2 separate regions of the Zea mays genome follow, and region 2 is linked to region 1. A link is a contact called in public Hi-C data. All regions are on one chromosome and are shown on one strand. Each heading gives the region's core, a stretch centred on a gene start, on an enhancer-like site or on the middle of the called end of the contact. The rest is flanking DNA. Distances are from core to core; before and after follow the strand shown.

Region 1 (2,525 bases), core at 11-2,510:
AACCATAACACTTCTGGTGCACTGACACCTTGCAGTTGCTGCAGTTAACTATCCTATTGGACTCCATGGAACTTTCTCCAAGACAACAAACATCACAGCTTGAAGATGCCTCAGCCCCTACGCGTGGAAGCAGAACAAGCTGCTCTAACCCAGCATCGACACCCAGAAGCTTTCTCTTCTTGTTGGGCCGCTCTGAAGTGAGAACAAACCGGCCTGTTGCTCCTAGCAACCAATTAAGTGAAGTTCCTTCCTCCTTGGGACATTGTGCTAGCACAACGCCACTGCTGCTCCCAGCTTGATCCACTCCAAATGATCTCCCTCCCAACTGAACAGAAACTTCGTGTATGCCATGTTCCCCTCTGTGCATATTAAGCTCTTTGTCACTGACCATCTGTTGCACAACCACATCATGTATGTCATGTTCATCGCTTTGATCATTCCTCTCTTTCTGACTAGCCAGATGCACACTTTGCACTCCGCGCTCCCGGTTGCTGACCACTTCTTCGCCACCAACACCCAAATACGAGGTTGTTTCAGCCACAGCCACGTCATATGTCTCAGCTTGGTTTATTAATTCCTTGCCACTCCCCAGAAATGGTATTAGCATACATGAGTCGACATTGCTGTAGCCGAATGGGAGCTTTGGTCTTAACATTTCGATATCAGCCAGTGTTACAGGACGGAAATAAGCCTCAAACTGGTCCCACAAGCCAACCTTCGCAGGGGTGGCTACAGGTGACTGTGGTGGAGGCTCCGGAGCAGCATCGTCCGGAGGGGGAGGCAGAATCTTCTTGTGCTTCTTCCGGGCGTCCCCCGGCCCTGCCCAGCTGACGAGCCGCGCCGGCAGCGTGGGAACCCTGGGCGCCGCCTCGTCGCCCTCGAACGGCGTCCGCAGGGACACAGCCTTGGTGGCCTGCGCATACAGGTCGACACCGAACCCAGGGGCCTCCTCCTGGGGCAAGGCCTCAGCGCGGGCCATTTCCCCGTTCATTACGCCCTCAACAGGGAGGGGCACATCGCCGCCGGAGCCCCCCGCGGAGGCTGCGTCGCAGGGGGAGACCTCCGGCGATAAGGGACGGCGGAGAGACGGGCCGAGCTAGGGTTAGGGTTTCGTCTCGAGCCCGAGCTTGTGTTTCCCTTCCGAGCGTTCTCTTTCCTGGCGAATTTTTCCCGGCCCGAGTTTTTCGCGTGGGTGTGGGTGTCGGTCTCTCGGATAGTCGGATGCAGTGGGCGGAGCGTGGGTGTGGGTCTCGGTCGGTCTGTCGGATGGAAGCAGCTACTCTGCGTTAACTTCCGACCACTGCCGTGTGGGGCCAGGCGCTAATCGGACCCGCACGTCAGTAACTGGCCAGTAGAAGATCCGGCTGCCTCTCGGATGCAGTGGGCGGAGGGACGGTGTATGCACTCAAACCATATTTGTTTCTATATTTTTATTCGGTTTCGAATTTGAATACGGATAGATTTGTATAAGAATACGAATGTTTTCGAATTCAAACAAATTCAAATATGGATAGTCGTGTCTCGAATACGGAACTAGTCGAACATGGATATTGTCGATAACAGAAATTTTGTCGGATACTGTGTAAGATCATTTCACACATATCATGGTTGTAATCATGTATCCACTTCTTGAGTCCAAACATTTTTTAGCACTAGGTGAGTGCCCGTGCGTTGCAACGGAACCGTATAATAACATGAAAACTTATGTACATATGTGTTATATTGTTATAGATATGTGTCTGTGCGTTGCGACAGAAGTAAAAGATTTGTATGAAACATTGATACGGAACGACAAGCATCACTATAATATGCAAAATATGTGTGAAAAACATTAACAATATCACACAAATTATTTCTAAAAAGTTAATTTAGAATTTTTAATTACAGACAAATGTGTCGACAACTGTACACTAATCAGCTACTTTTTTAGCGATATCGATAAATCTCTGTTGTATGTTTGCAGGGATGGCATATTGTAACGCCCTGAATTTAGGGGTAGAATTTTTTTTCTTCTTTTCCCTCACCAAATTCAGGCGTTACCCTTTCCTTTTCCCTTTTCCCCTCGCTAAACTTTGATCTTTTCCAAAGTATAGCAGGATTCGGCTTGAGGTCCCATGTAAAGCAAAACCCTAAAATATTTTATTTTGTGTGATGCACCATGCCGAACCATGCATACCTTTTGATTGTTTAAAAATGTGAATGCATTCATCTAGAGGAAAATAGATTTTAGAAAAAGAAAACCTTTTCCTTCTCCTCTTCCCCCTCCTTCCCCATTTTCGGCCCAACCGCCCCCCCCCCCCCTTCCCCCCGCGTGGGCCTCGCGGTGGCCCAGCCGCCCCTCCCCCTTTCCTTCCCACCGTGGGCCGCCTGGCGGCCCAGCCGCGCCCCCCCACCCCCAACCGGCCCAACCGCCCCCTCCCCTTTTCTTTTTTCCAAAAATCCCCTCCCCGCGGGCCCCGCTCGTCATCCCCCCTCTCTCTCTCTCTCACCCTAACCCTAGTCGTCGTCGCCCCCGTCCTGCCCCC
Region 2 (2,525 bases), core at 12-2,511, 200 kb after region 1:
ACATCTTTGGATGCGATAAAGACTCCACGAGAACATCTATATGAAAAACAGAGAGCGCCACCAAGCGTAGAATGCTGAAAGAAATATGAGAGATGAGAAAAGAAAACGCAGGTTGCCACAAGAACAAAGGACTGGAGGGCCGTCATGTCATTACCGCCGGCGTCCGCCGCGTCGTGCCTGCCGCGCTGCCCGTGCTCCCACGCGTCGCCGGGGTCGTCCATCCCGCGCGGTGGAAACGGCCAGGAGAATGGCCCCCATTGCACCATCGTCAGGGGCTCTCTCTCCATCTCCCTGTTCCTGTTGTTGCTGCCGTTGCTTCCGCCGCGAGGTGCGGCCTGACTGCTGCCGTTGGACCCGGCTCTAGGTAGCTGGTATCGGCAGACCGGGCAGGAGTTGTGCAGGCGGAGCCACGGCACGATGCAATCGGAGTGGTAGACGTGCTTGCACGGCAGCTGCCGCGCGGCCTCCCCGAGCTCGAAGTCCTCCTTGCACACGGGGCACTGCGAGCCGTCCGACAGGTGCGCCCCGGCGACCCGCACCGTCGGGAGCGAGTCGATTGCCGACGGTGGCGCCGGCGCCGGCCCCGGCCTGTCGTTCTGCGTGAGCTCCTCGATGAGGCTGTTCAGGTTCGGCCCCATGAAGTAGTCCCCGGGGTCGATGGCCGGGGGCGTGGACGGCCGCCGCGGCACCGGCGCCGGCGGCGGGGAAGGCACGCGCCGTCGTCGAACCAGCGCCGGTGCAGGAGCAGGAGGCGTGGCAGGTCCCTGTGCCGGCGCAGGCTGGCGGAACGCACGGCCTGGTACCGTCGTCGGCTCCTCGCCGTATATGACCCAGCGGCGCGGGCGGCCGGCGTACTGGTGCTGCGGGTGGAACGGGTGCGGAAGGAAGTGCGCCGGCGGGAACCCGTGGCGCGCCGTCGGCGGGTCGACCTCGTGGAGGAAGCGGCCGAAGCAGCGCGGGCAGAAGACGTCGGTGGACGGGCAGGAGATGATGCGGAGCGCGCGGCCGCACTGGTAGCACCAGTACGTGCGGCACGTCCGGTGGCGCGCGGGCGCTGGCGTCGCCGACGACATCAGCGGGACGGTGGTTAATTGGTTCCTTGCGTCGGGTTGGCTGTTGGTGCCTGCCTGCCTGCCTGCCTGAGCAGCTGTTGCTCTCGGAAGACCGCCTTCGGAATTTTGCATGAGATTGAGACGACGCTGGTTTTAAAGCAAATGAGGGTTTGATCGTTTGGGACGCGGAAATTGACGCACGGGTGGGAAAGGATGGCTTTGCGGGAGGAAGAAAGCGATTCTGCGGCGAGGTGTGAGATGAGGTGAGTTTGCAGGGGGCGTGCTGTGTTCGGCGACGGTGACTTGTGCGTGGCGCCAAAGCGCGTGTTGCTTGCCGGGCAGGAGGTGGTGGAGTCGGCCAGCCGGCCAGGCGGGTAAGTGGCGCGAAGCAGGAAGTAACGGCGGACGGGGGCTGCTGTGGGTTCAATTCTTGGAGGGAAAGGCACGAAGAACCAAGAACAAGCGATGGGCCTGGCCCGAGCAGGAGTTTTACGACCTAGCATTTTCGGTGATTTTTTTTGGGTTTATGGACTCCTCAGGTACCCCTCCAGTATTCGTTTTAGACAAAGTTTAAATTAAATTTATAAAATTTTAACTATAAATAACTATTTGTTATTTAGTTTTAAAACCTAGTATTTATATATACTATACCAATTTGTCTTAAAAGTAATTCTAAAATTATAAATGTATTAATAATTTATTCATATTAAAAATATATTAACTAAAGTTATATTTTAGAAACGGTGTCGTTGTCATAAATAATAATTGGTACAACCGAAGGAGTAAGCAAGTTAGGGCTTTGCTGCAGACACCGTATCTTATGAGCAAGGAGCCCTGCTGCTCCCATGAGCAAAATCAATCCAGATCACACCCTCCACATCCAACGGTGCTGTGTTAGGGAGGTTTTTGTAAAATGTACAGAGTTGCAAAGAACATTTTATAAAACCCCCTGATGCAGCACCGTTGGATGTGGAAGGTGTGGTCTGGATTGATTTTGCTCATGGGAGCACCAGCGCTCCTTGCGCACAAGATACGGTCTCTTTGCTGCAACCCGCACGCCTCCGAAAGCAACGCTTGATGTGTGTCTCTTCTGCCTTGTGCGAAGTTGCAATTAACCTTTTTTCCCTTAGAGCATCTCCAACAATATGACCTATAAAAATGCCATATAATTTGAAAATAAGTATATTTTATAGAATTTAGGTTACCAACAAAACACCTCGCTCCAACAGTAAAACCCCAAATCTAGATTATAGGGCAACCCACTATGGTGTAGTATATTTGAGTCACTTGGGATGTTGCCCTATAGTTTTTTGACAAAAAATTATGAAATAGGTGTTAGAATTATAGGCATTTTTCGTATTATTTTAATTCCATAAATCAACATTATGATGATGACATATAACAAATAATTAACCATAGAAATTGTGATCTCAAATTGATCCATACCAGTATGAATCAAGAGAACATAGAGCA

The links. A called contact is a pair of places that touch in the nucleus more often than the background predicts.
Region 2: a Hi-C map of ear shows a contact between it and region 1, with 2.8 times the contacts expected there. The contact joins the promoter of LOC100283173 here to the promoter of LOC103654224 in region 1. A contact is called at or near these places in 6 of 25 Hi-C or Micro-C datasets (bundle sheath, ear, leaf and 3 more).

The regions. Positions count from the first base shown.
Region 1 is chr4:183,249,580-183,252,104 of Zm-B73-REFERENCE-NAM-5.0, forward strand. LOC103654224 reads right to left here and starts at 1,261. Exons shown (of 19, transcript XM_020552746.2): 1 at 1-1,261. The coding sequence starts at 991.
Region 2 is chr4:183,449,767-183,452,291 of Zm-B73-REFERENCE-NAM-5.0, forward strand. LOC100283173 (RHC1A) reads right to left here and starts at 1,262. Exons shown (of 2, transcript NM_001156075.2): 1 at 155-1,262; 2 at 1-74. The coding sequence starts at 1,184. The coding sequence ends at 37.